2 separate regions of the Rattus norvegicus genome follow, and region 1 is linked to region 2. A link is a contact called in public Hi-C data. All regions are on one chromosome and are shown on one strand. Each heading gives the region's core, a stretch centred on a gene start, on an enhancer-like site or on the middle of the called end of the contact. The rest is flanking DNA. Distances are from core to core; before and after follow the strand shown. Region 1 overlaps Ptprg (protein tyrosine phosphatase, receptor type, G). Region 2 overlaps Ptprg (protein tyrosine phosphatase, receptor type, G).

Region 1 (6,761 bases), core at 3,404-5,903, 150 kb before region 2:
GTCGTCTGTTGGTCTTATTATCCAGAGACTGGAAATGCGACTTCCTTTCCCCTCAAAAACCCAAAGTGGCATTTTTTTAAAAATCACATACTTCATCTTTAAACTTTCGCGCAGAAGCCATGACTTGAACTAAACCTCCAGCAGGAAGTTTCTTCCAGGGAAACACTTAGCATAAGGGTGTGTATTGTGAGGAATGGGAAGGCCTGCTGCTTCGCTTTTCACCTTGGCAGAGGGTAGATGCTCAAAGGTGAATCTCAGCCCAGGCTGTGAAATCTTTTCTGCCAAGCGAAGTGATACCTGCCTGGATCTTATTCGTACATCAGCGCAGTGCGTGAAGTAATGCACATTAAGTTGAGAGGCAGGCAGACGGTTTTGCACTCGCAGCCCCTGTATGTTTTGGTGCATGGTTACACGAACATTCCCTCTGTAACCCGGAACTGCTCATTCTTGGGCGCTTCCCTTTGCCTCCTGTATTTTGTCTCATGTATAAAACAGTACAAACAGCTCAGGGACTGAGGTCCAGATGGGGACACTACTGAGAGGTGATTTTTGTTTTTCCTTTTTAAATCATGAAGACACTAAACTGCCCCCAACACCATAGCCACATTGGCCTGAAACTCCCCTTATCCCCCAGCCTCACACCAGCAATCCTTCTGTTACGGCTCCTGAGCACCAGTCACATACTATCTTTCTGGCTTGTTTAGCCCATAGACAGGCGGGGCTGGAGAGATGGCTCAGTGGTTAAGAACACTGACTATTCTCCCAGAGGTCCTGAGTTCAATTCCCAGCAACCACATGGTGGCTCACAATCATCTGTCATGAGATCTGATGCCCTCGTCTGGTGTGTCTGAAGACAGCTACAGTGTACTCATTTAAAATAAAATAAATCTTTTTTTAAAATGCACTAGGAGTGAGAGGTGTGGCTTACTAGAAAGAAATAAAGAGACAAAGGACCTCCCCCTGCCTTGTTACTCCTCACTCTGTCCCACACTCCTGTCACCATGACATTCTGCCTTGCTTCAGACCCAAAGCAGTGGACTTGGCAAACTGGACAGAGACCCCCACCCCAGGCAGTGAGACAAAGTAAATAGGTCCTCGGGCATCCGGTCATAGCACAGGAAAATGCATTGCAGGGATGGTAGTGATAAGACTTGAAACTCTGTAGGCTTCACTCACTTCATTGTCAATCCCCAGGTAAATGCTCAGAAAATTTGAATTGCTATATTTTATTACTTATACAGATAATGTTTAAGAGATAATTATTGTTACATTGTTAAGACTCAAAGTTACAATAGCAAGTAATTAATCCGTACAATAGCAATTAGTATCTGACTGACGAATTGTCTCCCTGGAACACACAGCTGCGAACGTAGGCTTGCCTGTGACAACTTCATGTTCAGGACAGCTTAACAGATTGCAAAGGACACAGCCGTGGGGAAGGGTCAGAACGAGGGTCAGCTGTTAGGAAAGAGTTATGTGCATTTATGTCCTGACACCAAGCCTGATGCTTAGAAACCTTTCAGGCTGGATGTGTGCAAGATTGGCCTTCTTGAACTTGAACTTGGTACCTGCTAGTGCCAAGCCCTTGGGAGTTTTTCTTTCAGCCACAGCCTTGCTAAGCAGCCAAACTGGCCCGAAACTCTCCATGTAGCCCAGGCTCAAACCTGCAATCTTTCAGCCACGGGCTCCGGAGCACCAGGATGACAGTCATATACATTCGTGGCTCGATGCCTAAGTCCCTCTATGTGTAGAGCTTGCAGTTGTGCCTTGACCATGACAGGACCTTGGTAAGAGAGCGAGAGGAAGCAAGACAACGTGTCCTGGGAGATTAAAATGGAACACAGTGGATAATGCAATGTTATCCTCTCCTTTGGTGGCGGCTTGGATGATAGTGTCCCCCACAGGCTCAAGAATTTGAACATCTAATCCCTAGTAAGTGACAACGTTTGGGATGGTACGGCCTTGCTGGGGGCAGACTTTGAGAATTCATAGTGTGGCCCCTCTTCCTGTTTGCTCCCTCCACTTCATGTCTGTGGTTGGAGATGTTACAGCTCTACTTCCTGACCCTGCAGCATAGTTCTACGCCTCCCCAGCCATTAGGAAATCACTGTCTGCAACTGTAAGGCCCCCTAAACCTTTCCTTCTATAAGCTGCCTTGGCCATGGTGTTCTAGCACAGCCACCAAGACGTAACTCATATACCCCATATGCATGTTTAAATACTGATACATATGTTTAAATTTTAAACCCCAATACCTTAGTAAAGGCCTTTGATTAAAAGGGAGATAATATGAAGTTGTTCTGGCTTGTGACTCGATGTAACTATTGTCCAAATCATGAGGGGCCATTTGGACAGAGGTGCACATGCAGAGAGATGACCTCATGAAGTTGAGGGCAGGGATCCAGGATAATTTTCTTATCAATAAGGAAAAGGGAGATTCACTTAGAAGCTTAAGAGGCATGGAGCTGACTCTTTTGCCTGCCCCAGGGAAAAAACTACTTCCTCTATGACCTTGGCATCAGCCTTCTAGTCTCCTGAACTCCTAAGCTGAACACACCTCCTTGATTAGCCACAGCGGCCCTCCTCTTCTAACACACTCAGCTCTAGGGTACTGGGCATCCATTGTCTTGGAGAGTGGAGATGGTGTGACAAGCTCTGCAGAAACGGCTGTAGATGAGGCTTCTGGGGATTCCAGGCTCTTTATAGCCTTAAAAGTGCAAGCTAAAAAGAGGAAAACGAGAAAAGAGGCTTGAATGAGTTGTGTGAAATGTATTCTTTGTCCTGAAGCCCAAAGCCAAATGCAAAAATGCTTTAAAAGAAAAAAAAAGAATGCTCAGTCTTCCAAAGAGGCAGAAGCCAAGGGCCCCGTATTCACAGAGACTTCCTGTGCAATGGAGGCAGGGACTGCAGCCGCGCCAGCCGTCATTCCCTGTGCTGGTGGCACTCTGTCGGCTCTTATGTAATTGTTACTATATATACAGCTTCGTTCTGGATCCAGCTCTGCTGTCTCTGTACCTCCTCCATGATCCATGAAGTATTTGTGAGGTTGTCTAACTGCTGCTGAGGTAGATGGGGGTAGATGCTATTCCCAGTTTGAAGAATACTCAACAGTGTGGGGTTAGAAAGCCTTCCCTAATTTCAGGTCATACAATGAGACTGTGGTCTGCGTCTTTGCCTTTGGCTGGGGCACAGATGGCAGAGACCTTGACTTCAGAGTGGCTCATGATAAGGGGCTGACAGGGAAGAGCCTCCTAGGCACAGAGTAGAAACAGAAGCTCTCCTTCCTTCTCCACAGTGACTGGTATTTGGCCACAGGTGGCCACTGTGATCCCCACAGGGGCGCCATTGTAATCCTCACTGGGGCTGCAATCCTGTCTTCTGCTGTCTTTGCCTCTTTTTGTGATGTTATATACTATGGACATCAGGCTGACCAGTTCAGGGAAAGTTATTTGCACTCCTGACCCCCTGATGGATCTTTACTCTTGACCTCAGATTTCTGTGTTGGCAAATTTCATCTTCAGTGACTCAGAACTTGTTACTATTTCAAGCTAAAAGTAGGGTTACACCTTAGAATATATAATGTGCTTTTTATGGTACCTCATGGAAAATGTATCCACCCATGGCTGAAGTGTTATTTCAGACTAAAACCCTTGGTAAAGATGAAGTCATTCCTATAATGAACATAGAACGTAAAGACATCATCTCCCCTAAATAGCTCCAGTATACAATGTTCCTTCTTGTTTCAGAGTCAATTTAATATCTAAGAAAATGATATGCATATATATTTATATGCACATTACCCTGAAACACAGTGGGTTCATTTTTAATCTTTCCTATTAACTGAAGTCCCTGGGAGAGGAAAAGAAGCCACACCTGTATTAAAGACCGTGCAGAGATCACTGGGGAGACATTTGTAATTGTTGAGACTTTAGTCTTATAACTATCATGTGAAACCTTTGGAGGTGCACTAACAGGTCCCCAGGTCCTATGGTTCCTAAAGCTAAGAATGCATCATTTAGTGTCTAAAGTCCCTCCCACATTTTCATACCTTGCTCTGCCCTGCGTACTTGGTGCCCCATCAGAGTACTAGCAAAGTACCTCTATCATCGCTTCCTTTTGCTCTTTTAATGTAAAAACTTCAGTGAACTCTTTCCTCATTGGAACAGATTGTGGGGTGTAACTGGCCTGAGTCTGTTCCTGGACCATAGGCACAATGTACCACATTCTGCTCCAGAAGAAACTCTCTTAATGCCCTTTTGAAATGAGAGGTGTTTTCCATCGACAATACAATCAATTTTACAAAGACACAGACGATGTAGTCATTCTCATTTTATAGGTAACAAAACAGAATCGGTCTCCTGACAGGCAGGCCCTGTAGCATGAGAAGGAACAAAACCTGCCTCATACCACAGCGGGCCCCTGCCTTACTTGTGAACAAAACAATGCTTAAACCAACATTGTGCAGGTTCTGGCAACACGGAACTCGCTGGATACTCTGTAGCCAGGACACGCCATTTCCCCTCTGAGTGGGAAACTCTTCAAGTCTTCCTCTCAAACAAACACCCGGTATTATTTTTGCAGACTTCTGGGGAGTTACTTTTGGACTACACCCTAGGACAGGAAACCACAATTGCGCCTAAATTTGCACAAGATGGAAATAGATAACATTCTTTAGCAACCATGGCCAGCCACACTTAGTGCCTTTGGGTTCTCAGGGTGACTGATGGTTTGTGTAATGCTTTTCATACCTGGGCAATTCACAGGAACCACTGGCCCAGGGGATTTCATAAATTCCGAGGGCTTGTTTTAGAAATTAGAAGTACAGGGGAAATGGTGAGAGTGGAGGAAAGAGATGCTCTATGATTCAGGCTTTGGGGAGGTGTTCATGGGAAAATGGGTTGCAAGCGAAGAACGGTAGTGCAGTGCAGGCCGATGCAAGGCGTGTGCTGTGGACCCGAGTCTGGGTTCTGCCTGTAACATTGCAGAGCATATGATAAACTTAATATCAGTGAGGATGTAAGTAACATCACAAAGTGGCTGCTTTCTGACATTCCCCTCTACCGAGGTGAGAATCCAAAACTGATCCTAGGAGAAATTCTAGGCACACATCCACGGGAAGGATGCAAGGCCTGGGATTGCTAACTAGTTCGCCCAGATTGTATGCCCGAAGCCACTTTCCCTAAGCCATTGAGACTTTGATTTTAGGTCTATTTCTGCCGACTTCTCCAAGCTGAGTTGCTTAAAGCAAACCTGATACTTGGATTTTCATGACTAATCGGTTAATTTCCACTCATGTATGTGGCAGACGCAGGCTTGTTTATGTTTGTTCGTGCATGCGAGTGTGCACATGTGGAGGCCAGAGATCGAGTCCAAGTGTCTTCCTTCATTCTTCTCTACCTTAATTTTGGGGATTTCAGGGTCTCTCACTGAGCCTGGTGCCCATCAGCTTGGTTAAGTTGCCTGGCCAACTTCTTGGTTTAAAACAACAGGGCCTGTCTCCTGCTCTGTCTATCTGGGTGGTTTGTCTCTTTGCTGAGAGTCGCTTAGACCTTTTGATGATGATGTTAGTTGTGATACTTTGCTGAAGGTTTGCTCCCCCCCCCCCCTCGTGGCTGTGCATGTCATATTTAAACCTGACAGAAAGGAAAGCCTCAGGTAATCTTAGGGATCATTTTTTTTTGCAAAGCATATCTTTGTATGAAACCTGATAACACCGAGAGGCAGGACTCAGTCTTTGTGCCCCCATGCCATGCCATCTGTTTAAGAGTCTGTGCACCCATCAGTTATATGACAGGTTACTTCTCAGTGTGCTCCAGAGCCTGCCACCCTCTTCTGCTCACCTGTGTCAGGATGCCCTGGCAACTGGCCACCTCCCATATGGTGGTAAGATGGAGTCCATGGACAATACAAGCATCCCTCACCGTCAGCCAGCTGGACATGCCAAGAAGATGGTCTAGGTTGGTTAGAGGAGAGGAAGGAAGCTGGCCAGCCTCTTGGAAAGCTGAGGACTCCAGCTCAGACAGCATTTACACAGCTTTTATCGTTGTCTTTAAAAGTTTCCTGAGGGCCGGGAAAGCTGGCTCTGGGATTAGTAGTTCATACTGCTATTGCACAAGACCTGAGTTTGGGTCCCAGCACCCACGTGGTCAGCTAATAATTGCCAATAACACCAGTTCCAAGGGACCTGGCTCCTCTGGCCTCCGTAAGCACCTGCCTTTAAGTGTTCCTTTCCTACCCCCTACCACTACATACATGCATAATTGAAAAATAAAATAAATCCCTTTTGGTTTTAAAAGGGGGGAGGGATTCTTTGCAAAAAGAGTAACTCAGTCTCTTCACTGCCGTGGGCTGGGAGTGAGTAGTGAATAGTTCACTTAAAAAACAAGAACAAAAAAACCAATACTATTTGGGGAAAATGTGAAGGCAAAATATCTAACTGCTTTAGAAAGAGGCACGGATACAAATGTCGAGAGGCCAGAAAATACCCAGCATGCACCATCGCCCTCGTAATAAACTGGCCGGCAGAGGCAGACCAGAAAACACCCAGCATGCACTACCCATGTTATTAACTGTCTGGCAGAGGCAGAGGTTGCTTGATCAATATGAACTTGTTCACGCTTTCAGATCTGGGATTGTTTTTACTCACGTAGAAGGAGACACAGTTTATATCCAGGGATCAAAGTAAGATCCTCCATGTTACCACTCAAAGTGCAGTCAAAGTTTAAAATTCCTGCAGTCCGGCAACAGGAAACGTGGGATCA
Region 2 (5,871 bases), core at 2,003-4,502:
TGGAACCATTTCCATTTTCTTCGATATATTAAATGGCATTTCTCAGATCCCCTAGGAACTGTGATAACTGTGGTAACTCTTTGCCACGATAGAGGGTGTAACCCGATTTCTGTCTCCCTCATTCAAGGATACCAGTGACAAAGCAAAATAAAGCCCACCAGAGTCCGAATTGGGGAATCGACACATTTATTAGACTTATTTACAAAGTATGTGCTATTGGTCACTTGCAGGAGTGTGGATGGCCCACAGATGTCTTCTCCACAGCTGTACACAGTGTGTACAGTTAATCTTGACTTCACTGTGTTCTAGTGTCTCTTGAGATCAGGAAGCCATGTATTATTAGGGCTGAATGACATACAGTTAGATGGCTTAGAAGGGATAGGCTAGGATCCTGAAGTCTAGTGAGCTTCCCCTCCCTCTTCTGTGAGTGAGCCCCAGAGGCCTGCAAACCCAATCTCTGGGGTCTTTCATAAGCAGTCACAGCTGTTGTAATGAGGGTGGCCGTAAGGCTCAAAGGATAGCACTGTACAACAAGAACCAATTAGTGGTCCAGGAGCCCTCTATAGCAGCAATGCCTTCTTTAACTGAAACAGGTGATTTTTGACTCGTGAGAAAGTGATCCACACCGTGGAAATCATGATCTTGACTGAAAGAATCAAAGACCAAAAACAGAAACAACCAAACTTAAGTTTGGGTTTGAAACTCACTTCTCTTTCCTTCCTTCCCACTTGACAGTTGCCATCCTGCTGAAAGACGATTATTTTGTGAGCGGTGCTGGATTGCCTGGCAGATTCAAAGCCGAGAAGGTGGAGTTCCACTGGGGCCACAGCAACGGCTCAGCTGGCTCAGAGCATAGCGTCAATGGCCGGAGGTTTCCTGTGGAGGTGAGAGAAACTGGGGGTCCCTGGGATTCCTGTTGTTGGATGCTGTGTCCTTACCTCAGTCCTTCTGCAGGCTAAATGGACATTCCCTGCGTTCCTCTCCGGAAACCCTGTGTGGAGAGCATAGCAAAGAGCTTCCCACAAGTCTCTTCTTTGCTCAAGAGGAGAGCCATAAAGCATCCACAAGCACACTAACTTTCGCCTCCTCAGTAATGTCCGCCATTCATTCCCTTTGACACAGTCTACCTAATCCGCTTCTCAAGCCCTCTTTTCTGTGAAGGTGACATTTTATGTGATGTATAGACTTTGTTGTCACTCTTTAGAAAATGAAAAGGCTGGTGACGTGGAAAGAAGGCTCAGAATCTTCTCTGAGGTGTCAACTTCTTTGAAGGGTTTGGTTTTGGTTTTGGTCCCCGCCGGCTGTTGAGACAGAGGAAGTTACCACTGATGGCACTGTCAACTTTTCCTGGAACTAATAATGGTAACACTGCTTCATTCCTCAAGCATTTTGAGACCCTCTTTCACAGAGCCAGGCTGGTGACCAGAAGGCCATGGTACTGATAGAGTTGACAAAGGAGTCTTGTCCTCAGGCCTTCATCAACGTCACCTGGCACATCACTCGTCTTGTGAGCCTCTTTTGCTTTCTTCATGCATTTGAGTTTTGCTCTGTTGGGATACCATGTGCCGATTGGTTTGATCCCTACGTGCTAAGCGTGACAGGTTTGTGGCAGATCTCACTAGATATGCTGGTAGTGTTTGGTTGTATAAAACAGGGAGTCCCTGCGGAATGCTGGGCTGTTTTAATCTTAGGAACCAGATGGCAGAGTATTATTTTCAGCAACAAACTTTTCTCAATTTGTGTCCTACTTTGATCGTCTGATAAATATTTGGAACCCCTTTCATAATGGAAATACCTGCATTTCAGATGTCTGTGTGACTTATAGAGTATCAGGCATATTACCTAGCTCCTCCAGCCTCTTTATGACCCTTCTGTGAGAACTTGTGTAAGTTGGGAAACGCACTGATGTCTCCGTTGTGCACTCGCTTTTGAGGGTCAGTGGGACAGTGTTCGCCACCTCGACTTTTCCGCATGTACTCTCACAACACAGTAGCTTTTACCCCAGTGGTGGGCAGAAAGTACCTCTTCTGTAATCACACCCTCTACTGCGAGGGCAGTCTGCTATGCTCACACTGTGTACCACAGAGACCTGTGTCTTCTTTGAAGGTTTTGAGTTTGGAAGACTGTTTGATTGTCCCATCGCTTGAAGAGTGCCATCAGTTGCTGACTAATATCTGTGGTACTTTGGATACCCAGAGTTACCATCTGGTCAAGTTGCTTGGGTTCTTTGCCTTTGAGTGGCTTCGGATAGTAAACCTGCCCGTGTGAAGTGGATTCCTCAGGCCCAGCTGGCTCGTAGCTTGCTTTCATAAACTGTGATAACATGTTGATGTTCTTAGTGGTATATTTGGAGGTACTTAAGTTGTAGGGATTAAAGGCAATTGGATCCGATTTAACTGTAAAATATGCACATGAAAGTTGCTCACTTCTGTCTCCAATGTGTCTGTGAAACTTTAGCTTGCGTTACTAAAGTTCCTTATTTACCCTAGCTCTTCCTGGTAATCCCGTTTGAGCATCTCGGAGTCAGCTTATTTCTTTTCATATTGGATGAAAACTGTGGACACGACTGCTCCTGGGTATAGGTTCAGGAGAAAGTTTTTTGTAGACAGGAGGGAGGAAACAGCCAGAGACATCTGGAAGGGTCCTTACTGAATATGGCCTGCAGAATGAACTGGGCCATAAGAAGGGAGGGGACAGAGATTGAGAGAGGAAGTCAAAGAAGAGAGAAAGAGAAAAGGAGAGGGAACCAGGAGTCAGAGACTAGGAGTATACAGTGGATCAAGAGGGTCCTTAGCCAAATGGCAGAATTATATAGGTACCTCAGCTAGACATTTGTCCAGGGTTTCTTTGAGACCTAACATATACATACCTACATTATATTCCAAGAAAAGTTTCAGTCGATTGTGAAAAAATTGATCTGCACCTCTGGTATCATTTTTGTATGTGCCATGTATAAAGATAACTGTTATTGGAACGTTAAAGTCAGAGCCAGGGCTCTGTCAGCCCTAACAAGGTCAACTGGGCCATTCATCCTTAAAAGGCCTATTAAACCTATTTTATACAGTGTGGCCGCGTTGGGAAGGAGAACAAAGATCAAGTCCATTGTCAGGGTTCTGACATGAGGTTTACGCTCAAGTGGAGGGATGAAGACCCTCCTAGCCCTGCTTCTTGTATGGCCCCACCCATCACCACTGTCCTGGCTTGACTCCCTTGTTAGGCAACTGTGGAGAGCTGCAGGGGTGTAGAATTGCAGAGCTGTTAGAGCTGCAGGGATGGCTCAGTTGATATAGTGCACGCAGCCTGGGTTTGGCTCCTAGTACCCTTGTGAAAAAACCAGCTATGGTGGCATGCAAACCCTTGCCTTGTGCAGCCCGCTTAGCCTAACGGGTAACCTCCAAGTCCACGAGAGCCCTTGTATCGAAAATCACAGTAGTTAGTTGGTTGTCTGACCTCCACAAGTGGAGATACATATCTTACCTGCAGAGAAATCTCTTACTGGGAAATAGCCTTCCTCTCTGGCCTGCACCAGGTTCCAGCCTTTTCCTTCTCCCACCTTGTTGTTCCTGAGCAAATTCCGGCATGAGGAGGGCATTGTTTTAGTAGTCTGATAAGGAAAGGGAGGGGCGCAGGGTCCGTTTAGAGCACCTTCATCCCTGCCATTGCAGTTAGAAAGAGGCATTGCTGAGGATGACCCTGAGATTGGTGGAGTGGGACCAAGGAACCATCCCCCCCACCCCCCGCTACCCCTCAGAAAACACCAATCATCTTTTCTGATGGTTTGGCCATTGTTACTGTTGGCAGTGGTAGGCTACTGGTTTCTAGTTGAAGGCAGGATGCCGGCAATGTGCCCGTGTATGTAATAGCCCTCTGTACAGGAAGCCACCCAGCCCACAGATGCCACTAGTGTCACATGTGTGAGGCTCCAGGGCAAAGAAACTGTGCGTTTAGTGGGATTAAGCGCCTCCGTCAACCCCGTGGCACCACTGTAAACACTTAGAATATAGAGAACTTTGTTCCCTGCGCAGTAATGGTGGCCTCTTGTGTTGGTTACAAAAGCGATGTGCCTTATATCTTGACATGTAGCACAACTCCATAATTCCAGCAAAGGGTGCCAGGCTTCTGCCCTGCAGGCTGAATTTTAAGCGCAGGCTTGTCGCATCGGAACCTGGTCCCACTCCCTGAGGGTAAACTGCAGCAAAGCCAACCTTGTAGATTTTGCTCCTTCCCAGCAATTCTTTGAAAATACCCATGGCCTTTTAGGCACCCACAGGTTAGACCTGTCTCCATTTTCCTGGCTAAAATACAGTCATAGAGTAGATTGGATCCAGTCTGATTGTTAACTAGAAAGTCATTATACAATCCAGCAAAGTCAATGTTCTTCAAAAGTCAGCTCTTTTCTTTCTTTTTCTTTTTTCTTCATTTCTTCTCTTTGCTTTTCTTTTTGTTTCCAGCACAGTCGAACTCAGGAAAGTGAATGTGAGCATAGGGTCAGAGGACAGACCTGCTCTCGGGTGCCCTCTGCTGCCCTGCTAACTGAAGGTTTCTTTGGGTTTTCTGCCTTACTGTGTTAGTGACACACAGGTAAAGCAAGAAGCCACTTCCCTGCCTCCAGCTGTGTGTATTCAGGAGGTGACATTGGAGGAGATCGATCGACAAGCCTTTCAGTTGTACAGATGGACTCTGAAGCAGAGGGACATTGTGCCAAGAGACAGAGGGTCTTAGAGACAGTGATGGAGGTGAAGACTAAAGGGTCAAACCTGAGACACTGTAAGAACAGAACTGTGCAAAGGTCCTGAGGTTGGTGACATTGTGTAAGGCCATGAGTGTTTTAGTATGCAAAGGGGACTTTGCATGTGTGAGGTAGTGTAGGTGTCCTTCCCAGAGTTCAAACTAGAAAGCAACAGTGCTGTTAGAATGGCTCTGTCTGGGGCTGGAGAGATGGCTCAGTGGTTAAGAGCACCGACTGTTCTTCCTGAGGTCCTGAGTTCAAATCCCAGCAACCACATGGTGGCTCACAACCATCTGTAATGAGATTCGATGCCCTCTTCTGGTGTGTCTGAAGACAGCTACAGTGTACTCATATACAATAAATAAATCTTTAAAAAAAAAAAAAAAAAAAAAGAATGGCTCTGTCTGGTTCCTGCTCCTGGACTTCCTGATAGGCTATTGCAGTTCTCCTAAGAATGTTACCTTCTCCTCCTCTTTTTCCCCGTTCCATTTTCCTTCCTTGGCCTGCGGTTGATCCTGTAACTGACAGTTCCTAACACACAAACAGGAATTGAATCACGGTGCGTTTCTCCTAATAATTGAAGTTGGAGTGAATTCAAAGGAAAACCTCCAGACAGAACATCGGAGAGCTCCATTAAAGTGGAGGTTCATTGCGTGCTTGTTGTCTGAGGTAATTAAAATCGTATTCATTACAATAGGAGATTGCGGGAGTTGTTGATTCAGACTTTTTATGAGTTGAAGTCTTCAATAAGCTTAAATGATCCAAATTGATTGTCTGTGCCCTTCCCAGCTAGACTCACAGATGGTTCGCCTCAGCTTTGGTTAGAGCATCTCAGCAAGTATGGAAAAGCAAAGACTTTATTACATTCCATGTACACCTTACCTTATGTTATAGAGCGGCAATTCCTTATCTCACACTCTGGAGGCCAGATGTTTTAAAATCTCCAATCTTTTTTTAGAAAGGCGCGCGCGCGCACACACACACACACACACACACACACACACACACACACACACACACACACAATCATGGAAGCTGCTCTGCCCCAAATAAAATGCCCATACTGAATGGAAAAACACATTCTGTAAATAGATTCTCATCTCTTCACATCAGGTTTCATTACCCAGTACGTTTCTGCAAAA

Evidence for each region. Hi-C and Micro-C count contacts between places; a contact is called where the count stands out from the background.
Region 1: a Hi-C map of psoas muscle shows a contact between it and region 2, with 2.0 times the contacts expected there. The contact joins two enhancer-like sites. A contact is called at or near these places in 2 of 12 Hi-C or Micro-C datasets (kidney and psoas muscle).

The regions. Positions count from the first base shown.
Region 1 is chr15:15,726,058-15,732,818 of GRCr8, reverse strand. All of the region lies in intron 2 of Ptprg (protein tyrosine phosphatase, receptor type, G), which reads left to right. Among named protein-coding and RNA genes, the nearest start is that of Ptprg, 250 kb to the left of the region's middle. Within about 2 kb of position 4,653, at least 38 of the 93 cell types and tissues checked have an H3K27ac peak or open chromatin away from gene starts, as enhancers often do.
Region 2 is chr15:15,579,657-15,585,527 of GRCr8, reverse strand. It overlaps Ptprg (protein tyrosine phosphatase, receptor type, G), which reads left to right. Exons shown (of 30, transcript NM_134356.2): 4 at 736-884. Among named protein-coding and RNA genes, the nearest start is that of Cep15, 320 kb to the right of the region's middle. Within about 2 kb of position 3,252, at least 1 of the 93 cell types and tissues checked has an H3K27ac peak or open chromatin away from gene starts, as enhancers often do.